2 separate regions of the Callithrix jacchus genome follow, and region 1 is linked to region 2. A link is a contact called in public Hi-C data. All regions are on one chromosome and are shown on one strand. The core of a region is the stretch at or near the end of the contact, and the rest is flanking DNA. Distances in the headings are between cores, read along the strand shown.

Evidence for each region. Hi-C and Micro-C count contacts between places; a contact is called where the count stands out from the background.
Region 1: a Hi-C map of skeletal muscle shows a contact between it and region 2, with 3 times the contacts expected there. The contact joins two enhancer-like sites. A contact is called at or near these places in 2 of 3 Hi-C or Micro-C datasets (both in skeletal muscle).

What each region holds. Positions count from the first base shown.
Region 1 is chr15:43,880,865-43,886,182 of calJac240_pri, forward strand. The region is part of intron 5 of PTPRG (protein tyrosine phosphatase receptor type G); the gene reads left to right. Among named protein-coding and RNA genes, the nearest start is that of CEP15, 230 kb to the right of the region's middle. Within about 2 kb of position 3,592, at least 2 of the 16 cell types and tissues checked have an H3K27ac peak or open chromatin away from gene starts, as enhancers often do. A contact at or near this core is called in skeletal muscle, where this site is marked.
Region 2 is chr15:43,711,675-43,716,908 of calJac240_pri, forward strand. All of the region lies in intron 2 of PTPRG (protein tyrosine phosphatase receptor type G), which reads left to right. Among named protein-coding and RNA genes, the nearest start is that of PTPRG, 390 kb to the left of the region's middle. Within about 2 kb of position 3,602, at least 1 of the 16 cell types and tissues checked has an H3K27ac peak or open chromatin away from gene starts, as enhancers often do. A contact at or near this core is called in skeletal muscle, where this site is marked.

The sequences.
Region 1 (5,318 bases), core at 2,342-4,841, 170 kb after region 2:
TTGGAGCCAAAAGAAACTCAGGTTATGAGATTTGCTCATGATGAGGTGGACTGGAGAATATGACTGACACCAGAGGACAGTATGCATCTTCATGCTCCCTCCCTTGGAGATGAGCACATGGAACAAGGCCTGCCTGACCCATCGATTTAGGAATAAGGGATTAGCAGCAAGATTGGCCCCTGGACCTGCATATACTGGAGGCTGGAAGTAAGATCATCCCCTCTGGCTGGTGCCTGGGGAGATAGCTCCAGTGGAAAGGGCTGAGCTTGCTTTGCCTGTGAGTGGCCCTGCCTTGCTTTTCCTGAGAGGGACCTATCCTTACGTTGGAGAGAGGTACCTGGGGGTAGAGAGTTGGAGGGAAGAGAGACAGCTTTTTCCCAAGCACTTTGGAATGAATTAGTTTTATTTATTCCCACTGCAAATTCCCACTTCTGGTGAGAAAGGAAGGGCAAGTCCTTACCTTCTCTCTTCCTTTTCCTCCTGCTTCTCCTATTACCGCTAATTCTCAGGAAGAAAACTTTGTTTTTGTGTGCCAGTTCTCACATCCATTATCTGCCTTGATACCTCAGACCTGTAAAGCAGGAACTTCTATTCCCAATTGACAAATGAAACCAAGGAACAGAGATATTCAATGATTTGCCCAAAGCCACTCAACTAGAAAATGGTAGGATTTGAAAGCCTGTCTTTCTTACTCTGGAGGCGCTTTGCCTCTTCTCAACCTCAACATTAGGCTGCCTCCTACCCTCCTCTAAACTCCCTATCCCCCTTTTTCTTCCAAGGAGCGTGGGTATAGTGTAGGGTCAGCCACACGGGTTTGTTTCTGATCATCCTTTGGTGCAGGTGCCCTGGTGACAGTATTTAGGACCTAAGGCAATTAGGACTTTGAGGAAAAGTCTTTGTTCGGGGGGATCTTATACTTTGGAACCATGTCTCCTGCAGGTTGCTCTCTCCTGATATTTGGTTGGTGCTGTGGTTGTGAGAGCTTTGTGTTTCCCACTAGCTGCCTCCAAACATTTAGTTGACTACCTATGGAATCTCACTTTGAGCTCATACAAATTGGGTTTTGACAGTTATTGCCATGCAGCTCCCCTGGTCCCATTGCTTCAGTAAAAGATGTTGGATATTCTGTGCTAGGATGTTCCAGGCACTGGCAGCACCTGCTGAATTGCTCAGTATCAGAGCCAGGTCTTTTCCAGTCCAGCATCCCCGCTGAGGCTATCCAGGGCCCGTGCCGAGAATTTATTTCTGCACCAGGCCAGGAAAGATGCTCGTCTTATGAGACTCAGAAGGCTCGGGAGGCTGATGGACCCCTCCGCTGGTGCTGGAACTTTTTGGAAGCCCAGAAGCAGTTTTGCTCATGCCTGGCTGTGTTCCGCCAAGAGGCACTTGCAGACATTCCCACGTCAGGAAGGCGACGACCTGCCGCAAAGGAGCAGTTGTATCCACAGCCCGACTGTGCCGTGCAGAATGGTAATCTACCTTCTGTGCCTTTATCTTCCAGAGCACCAACATCATAATCTCCTCTCTGGCTTTATAAATGATGAAATGTCACATGGGGTTTTCTGTCGGGCAAACATGTAAAATCAGCCCAGATATACCCAGCAAAGTACCTTGCCTTCCATTACATCCTTGTTATAAAAGCTTCATTTAAAAATTCTTGGATCATAAGGCGAAGCGAGAGCATGGTGTACCGTCACCAGTTGTTAAGCAGACATTCTTGGTGTCAGAGGGAACCCTTTTAGGCAGTGATGCTATCACTTACAGAGAATGTCAAAGCTATATCCCCTGCGTGGCTTTCAGTAAGGCAAAGGAAGGATGTCTACAAGAGTTTTGTGACTTGGTATGGATGCAGGCTTGCTGGGGACTTACAAGGTTCCCTGGGATACAAATGACAGCAGTTAGACGTTACGCCAGTATAGTTGATCATGTACCATCCTGCATTCTCAGTAAAAGTAGAGTATTACTGTCTCGGCCCATCTAGCTTACACATATGTAGTATAATCTGGCCTCCTTCAGTATTGATTTATCAGGTATTTCTTATAGCCAACTGTATGCCAGGCACTCTGCTAGGCACCGAGCCTGCCCTGATTAGAACATACCTGTGTAGTGGTGGTCTTTGTGGACATCACAGTCTGTTGTGGGAATAGATGATATCCTGTAAATGTGCCAGTGGATATATGATTCAACGTGTGTGAAGTCTAGTGAAAGGAAGGGACATTGATTTCTTTGAGAGCATGTGATGAGGATCAGACCCAGGTTTGCGGGTCAAGAAAGGCTCTCTGGAGAAGACCGGATTCAGCTGATGTTAACTTGGGTGGGAATTATAGGCTGAGCAGAGGAGATTCTCAGCATGAGAATGGAAAAGCGTGAGTAATGCTTTTTTCTCAGGAAAAGCATGAGTAATGCTCAAGGACCAGAGAGAAAGCCTCCTCAGGGCTCAAGCTAGAGCATAGGCTTCACTAGACCACAAAGAGCCCTGAAGGCCGTCAGCTCTGGACGTTTCTTGGGAAGCCAATGAAAAACCAGCAGAGCAAGGGGACTAACTTGGTTGGCATTTTGAGCAGATGAGGAGCACAACTGAGAGAGCTGAGCTGGAGAGAAGCAGGGGAGGACACATGGGCACTCCTTTGTCCAAAAGAGGAGAGGTGGTGGTAGCTGGGACCTTGGGAAAAATGATATCTTTCTATTACCAAGATTGTAAGGATTTTATGTTCGTATGTAGGAGGAAGGAAATTAGTTTCAGGCTCTGGGAGCATGCATTTGAAGCAACTTGGTGACTAATGAAAATAGCACTCTGGAGGATGAAAGCAGGTCAGAAGGGGCTTTAGAAATGCTGCTCACAATCAGGTTTATAGAAACATTCTTATTGTTGTTTGAATATTGGCAATTTTTCTGAGCTCACTTTTTGCTGCTTTTCTCATTTGGTATTTTCTCCTGTTGTCTTTATTTCTTGTTTTATGTGTGTTATGTGAGTGTAATGAATAGGCTTTCTGCTTTCTTCTGGTTCTGTCTGGAGAGCTGGACAAGGGCATGATTATGATGATCAGCTCGCGTGTATATTTTGCCATGTGTCATCTCTGCAAATACAACTGACTGCTTTTCATTGTAATTGTTCATTTTGAAGCCATATTGTAAAACCTATAAACCCATAGATTGAACTTCTTGGGGGATTTCATTAGTGTATTTCCACAAATAGTCCATAGATGTCTAATATATAAAAATGACAGTCGGCATTCATATAGCATCATATCATCTCTCCACCCTCAGAGTTTCAGGACAGATTGATGACTAGGCTGAATCCTGATTATAATTATCCAAATAAAAGAACAAATTAGGTGGATGATCCCTAGCTGCACTGGGCTTTAATGCCAATCACATTTTATACTGGATTACAATTTCCAGTTCCAAAGACCTTCCATTTAGGTTTTATTTGTAGTACAGAAGGATTTTTAAACGTACACAGTTTACCAGCCCATCTTAGAAACAGGAAGCAAAACGCTGCCCACCTTAAAAGTGAAATTATGGGCTGAGCAGGCTTAAGTTGACAACATTAGTAACCCGCTGTCAGAAACACAAAGACGTCCCCAGCCAGCCATTACTGTTCTCACGTGCTTAAGCAAAGGGCAAACTCAGGCTCTTTGGAACCGATTGCCTTGTTCCACTTAGTATCATAAAGAAGATATTGGCTGTAAAACCTAACGGTATAAGATAGGCTTGGTAAAGGACAGCCTTTTCAGTTCCTTCAGATCTTGCTCGTGTAATCTTCCAGCTGAGAAGTGAGAATATAACTCCTATTAAATTCAGTTCAGGATGTTCTGCCAAAGGCGATATTGCTCCAGACCTGTGTCCGTTCCAGCGAATGAAGACCTAAATAACCCCCACGACAGCACTGAGTGTTCTCGAAAGGACTGTGGTCTGACATTTTCACATAAAATAAACTAACACTCATAAGTAATGGAGCGTTTTCAACATGCTCATGTGACAGGTATATGAATATGATTGGTGGTGGGGGGCATATTTTGGGGGGCAGGAGAGGACTCCTCATTCACCCTTCCCCAAGTTAGAAAATGCCATAGCATAATAGGAATTTGTTCAAAAAACAAATTTTTAGATGATATCCTATATATGAAATAAACTTCACTCAAGTCTGTTGTACTATCTGTATCTAGCATACTTATAAAATGGAGCAGTGTGCATTTTTAATAAAGAGACATGGGGTTGATTTCCTTCTTCAGTCTCCTTTTTCCTTTCTATTATTTTATAAGGTACACAAAATATTTTATTTGTTTCTAGGAACATTTTAGTGGGAGCACAAGCATGACCACGTATTATCTTGTCAAGCACGTTTTAGAAGAGGAGGTATCTGAGATTCTCAAAAGCACTTTCAGTGAAATGTTTTTAAATGCACTATATAATGCTAAGAAATGAACTTCAGTTATTAAGGCAAAAAGTATCTTAGACTAATAACTGTTGCCGTCATTCTTTCCCGGGTTTGAATAGCTGCTATCACCGAGATTTAATGATTCTAATTTGAGGTTATCTTCATTATGGATACTAAACTAAGCTTTTGAATGATTGCATGACTGATAAAAGAATTAGAAAAAATGGTTTAATATTAATTTATTCTTCTATAGGGTTTGACAATTTATCAAGCGCCTTTACCTGTACTATATTATTTGATCCTTAAGACAAGTACAAACCCTCCATATCCGTGGGTTCTAGATTTATAAATTCAGCCCAGGAAATGAAAATATTTGAAGAAATTTTCAAAAATACAGCAATAAGAAATCATACAAATGAAAAAATAATACAACTGTTAGCATATCATTTACATTAGGTATTACACGTTATCTAGAGATGAGTTAATGTAAGCAAGAAGATGAGTATAGGCTAAATGGAAATTCTACACCATTTTATATAAGGGACTTGAACACCTATAGATTTAGGTATCTGTGGGGTTCCTGGAACCAATCTCCTGTGGATACTGGGGTATAATTGTAGGCAAGTAAGGCATCGTGAATTGTATCCCACTCTCCACCTTGGCCTCAGATTTTTTTTTTTTTTTGGCCATTTAAAAAAATTAATAAACTTGAGAGAAAAGATCAGAGCTTAAGTAACTTGCCCAGGGTCACATAGCTGGAACTAACACCCAGACCCTGTAGCTTTTATTCCTGTATTATTTACTGCCTTCCAGGAAACCTGTTTTTTCTATAGTAGTTGGCCTTTTTTTAGGTTTTATTAGTGGACAGGTTCTGTGAATATTCTAGAAGACATGCTAAGTATGTTTATATTTTCTGTCAGGAAGATAGCAGAGTCTA
Region 2 (5,234 bases), core at 2,352-4,851:
CTTTAAAAGGGTCAAATATAAAAACATCTAATACTGTCATTTGCTGAATTCTCACATGTGCAAGGCGCTGTTTTGCCTTCATTTATATCATCACAGCCTGACTTCAAGCCAGCATTGTAGTGTGTTATATTCTCACTTTACAGCTAAGGGGATGGAAGCCCAGAAAGGTCATGAGACTTGGCAGAATTGCACAGTAAGGGCCAAAGGTGGGTTTTGAACCCGAGTCTTTTAACTCAAAACTTGTAACCACCACCACTAAAATCTTGGTCAGAAACAATTCAGTTTCTCTCACAGTTCTCTCACGGTTCCTTTGGTCTTGATTGACTTTCCCCTGTGGGTTTTTCAGGCGGAGCATTCTGTGTTCTCCTTGTCTCAGTAATTCATGGGAGGCAGGCAGTGCTGCAGAGCCTTGAGGAAGACTAATCTGGACCAAGACTAGGGCTAGAATAAACGAATGAAACCCCCCACTTCTACTTCCCTTTTCGCTAAAAAATCTAGAATGGTTAAATTGGCCGTCTGGAGAGGGACTGCCAATAAGGAAACCCATATGGCTGAGAATTTGTGGTCAGAGAAGCAAATCTGAGCACAGCCTCTGCTGCGATCCTATGATTAGGGTCCCCAAAGCAAATGTCTGCTGGAGTTGGTCAGAAATTTTAAATATGCAAAACAAAGAGGTAAAAGACAGTAGGAAATGGCGGAGCCTGGGTCTGCGTGGAAAGGTACATTCTCTCTTTGACTTCAGGTTAAAAAGTAGTAACAACAAATCCTGAATACCTGGTGGTGAATCAAAACGATGCTGAGATACGATTTTGTGCCCTCAGCAGTGAGAGTGCTAATCTGTGACCACAGAGATCTTTTTTGTTCTTTTTTGCTCTCAACTATTAATTCTGCTGGGTACCTGATGGGCAGTCATTCAATATGTTGTGAACGAATGAACAAATCACTGTAAGCCTCAGTTTCCTCATCTGTAAAATAGCCATGATGAGAGTTCACAGCTCAGGGGATAAAATAAGATTCCCTACCAAGCACACCTTGCTTTTAGTGTCTGGTAAGTGTAAGTGATAATGGAAATGTTGACTGTTAATAACAATTTCCACTAACTGATTAATTGATTATTACCATGTCACTCCTCCATGCTTTCCTTGGTAGCAATGACCTTTCGTAGAGGATACACCTAAGACCATTAGAGCGTAACCCACACTGGCCGTGGCTGCTGATGTGCCTCTTCCACTGCTCTTCAGCCCCATGGTTTCTCTCCACTTTCTAGAGTGTTTTGTAGATACCGTATCTCACCAGTAGCCGTAGGAAAAGATGAGATAATCATCAGATTTCTGCCTTGTCTCCTCAGTGATACCATTTTTTTCTTTTTTTGGCATTTATATCAAACATATAATCAGTAGATCAACTAGTTTGAAAATAGTCTCCACTGCAGAAATTCACCCCATTAGATATCTGTGCCATCAAACCAAGGGAAAGCAAATTTCCTCTCTGCAAGTGAGCCACATGTGGGTCACACAGGCTCAGGCTTTCACTCCTGCACCTGTGTTTTCGTGCCTGAATATTTAAAGGGCTTAAAGATGCAGTTAGAATTTCCTCGCTCTGTGGGGACATTTAGCTTGTTCTACAGGGTGTGTAGACTTTCAGTGGCATGGGGATGTGGATTCTCACAAGAACAAAGGAAAGGTGCCAGTCTTAAGTGTAGCTCTCATCACATCAAGTTTTATATATGCATATATAGAGATATGTGTATATATTTTAAAATGTATGATTTGGAATCACTGACACTGCATATTCTGATGTATGTCAGAATGCCCCAGGAGGTGGATGCTTAAGTAATCTGCAGAGTGGATTATTTCCTTGCATTTGCTCTAAAACTTGGATTTTCTAATATTGACTCTGCTGTTCACAAAATCCAAATGGCTTTTCTAGGCATGTGCATTTGGGATCCTGTTTTTCTGCTGTAATAATAGTCCAAGTCCAACGGTGACTTAAACAATATGCTGAATTTTGTTCTCATCTAATAGGTTGCCCTCCAGCAATTTCGGGCTGATCTGGTGACTATGTTGAGCCGATCCTGAGTATTCCTATCTTGATATTCTGCTGTCCACCACCTGTCTCATGATCACAGTTGGGGACCCCAGTTTCTGTCATTGTATCTGCACTCTAGCCAGCTGGAAGGCACAAAGTATAGAGTATGTGTCATTCCCTTTTAAGAGTGTATGCTGTTCCCACTCTTGTCCTATTGGTCAGTTGCAGTGAGAACGTGGGAAGCAGAGGTTGGAGTGAGCTGAGAGCATGCCACTGCACTCGCGTCTGGGTGACAGAGCGAGACTCCTATTGGTCAGAATTTATTCACATGCACATACCTAGCTGCAAGGGAAGCTGGGACATGTAGTCTTAAACTTGCATGGCCATTAGCCCAGGTAAAACTTGGGGGTTCTATTGCTTATTTTGCTGAAGTAAGTTGACATAATTTTCTGACCATTGGGAGCCTGTTTGTCCTATTGTGTATCATGCCCCTGCTGCTCAAATCAGTGGCTGGCACATCACGATACATGGAATGTATTGCTTAAATGAATGAATGAAATGGAGTTTATCTCATCTTTGGAACTTCCTGAGTGTGGAGTTCCCAACAAATCCCTTCCACCTCCTTTCACAGCTCTTCTTTCCATTCCAGGGGTTTACAGACGTCCTCCTCTTGTCTCCTTCCCACTCATGTGCCTTTCCTGGCTCTGAAGAGAACTGCCACGTGCAGCCCCCTCTCCACCTCTCCCTACATGAGGCCCTGCACCCACATTCCCTTTAACTGTTGTGCATTTTCATAAGCTGAGGTCCTTCCCCCATCCTTGTCTCTCACCTCCAAACACATTCCAGTTTGCTCATTTCTTCTTTAAAAGTGTGATCTACATAATGGAGTACAGCTTCTCAGTTTTGCAAGTAACAGATGGACAGAATGCGTCCTGCTCCGTGTGCTTTTGATGGACACCCTGTCTTCTCCACACTCTTGGCTACAGCTCCTTGCTGTGTGGCACAGAAAGTGGCAAAAATATGCACGTGCACACATACCCACTCACACACCCTACCCCACCAAAAATACACATTAAATAAACTTCATGACAGGGAAGAGAAATGAACTTTCCTGATCCTTCTCCAGATGCTAGAAGAAATGCCACCCGAAGTAGTGTAGGCAGAAGGGCAGCTGGTCATTGGTATATTTTGTGCCACTCTTAGTTTACTAGTGCCCATGTAGGGTTTTATTTTGACCACTGACTTTGCTGCTGATCTCTTTTTTTAATCTTATTCTCATTCTCAGAAACCTTTTTTTAATGTTGTAATTTCTATATATTTGCAAGATGTCCCAAATCCAAGAAGTCACCATACATATAAAGTATGTATATCTTAGAATTATATTAATATTTGCCAACCTCACCTAATCCTGTCTGTCCAGGGCAATGTTCTGAACACTTCATATAGCAAATTTATTTTAATAACTGCTGTGGTTTAAATGATGGTGTTCCCTTCAAAATGTGTGTTGAAACTTCATCGCCAATGCAAAAGTATTAAGAGGTGTGGCCTTGGGTGGTGATTAGGCCATCAGGCCTTTGCCCTCATGAATGGTATTACCACCCTTATAAAAGGGATTAAAGTTGAATGAAGTGCTGTCGTGGCCTTCTATTTCCTCTGTCACCTGAGGAAACAGTGTTCCTCTTCTCTGGAGAATGCAGTACTGGCAGAGAACAGCTCTCACCAGACACCAGTCCTGCTGATACCTTGACTTTGGACTTTTTCTATCTTCCCGAACCATGAGAAATAGATTTTTGTTCTTTATCAGTTACTCAGTTTCAAAATTTTGTTACAGCAGCACAGATGGACTAAGACAGTAACCCTGTGGGGTAGGTACTAGTTTTCTCCTCTTCAAGTGAGGTGAGTAACTTGCCCATGAATTCTTTTCAGAGGTGAGATTCAGTAACAGGTGACTTGAATCCAGAACTCATAATCTTGAGCAATCATTAAGCTCTACTATGTTTATTTGTGACTTTGAAGCTTGGCTTTGACCAGGTGGGACCATGAGCATTATCATAGTTTACTGTGCATCAAATAAATGAAAGCCAGAAAGTAGTCACGTTCTACCTCCCACTCACCCCTACCAGTCAAAACAGAGCTGTGCTCAGTCTGCTGGCGGAACAAGAGCTGTGTGTTGAGATGGGCTAATTTTCACTCTAGCTCTGTGGTTCCACTTATGCCTTTTTACTTTTCCTTAACATGTCTGCTATGAAAGGGGATCATGGCGTTTGAGTTCTTCCTAACATTGTGAGGGCTTTAGATTATGGCGTCTCAGATCCTTAAGTTCTGGATGTGGAAATGGTGTGTTATTTATAGCTGACACCTGAAGAGAATTTCCAGAAGTGATAATGGAGGAGGAATACCTTCTGTGATTTTACTTTATCAAAAACAACCACTGCGAAATCATCTTATAAAAGCCATATGAGGGGAGAGGATATTTGGCTTAGAAGCAAAAGTTGATCCTTGAAGAAGTTCAGACAAGTGATGTACACAAAAGAAATGCATTTTTTTTTTGAGACAGAGTGGTGCTCTGTCGCCAGGCCCCAGGCTGGAGTACAGTGGTGCAACCTCGGCTAACTGCAATCTCCGCCTCCCAGGTTCAAGCAGTTCTCCTCCTTCAGCCTCTGGAGTAGCTGGGACTACAGGCACACGCCACCACACCCAGCTAATTTTTGTATTTTTTTGTAGAGACGAGGTTTCACCATGTTGGCCAGGATGGTCTTGATCTCTTGACCTCATGATCCGCCCACCTCGGCCTCCGAAAATGCTGGGATCACAGACGTGAGCCACCACACCCGGCCAAAAGAAATGCTTTTAATCCTCACAGGTATCTGGCAAATCAAATGACCAGGCAGAGGAGGTTTTCTTTTGAGACATCTCTTGGGAATGCTGTGAACTAAAATAGGAATCATCTCTAAATATAGTGCACTGTCACCGTGTCATTAGATGAGGTATAGCATCAAAGGAAATTGCTGGGGATATTCAGTTGCTAGTCTTTCCTTGAAAGATACAAGCCTTGAAGGAGACCTCACCTGTATGAGAGATTGCTTTCTGGAGCTCAACCTAGTCAAGTAAAGTGCTTGAATATGCCCACCAGATTTGGCATCCCTGGCCTGCCTTTAAATGTGAGACCTGCTGGCCGTTTCATTTTGACCCTGGATTCACTGCTG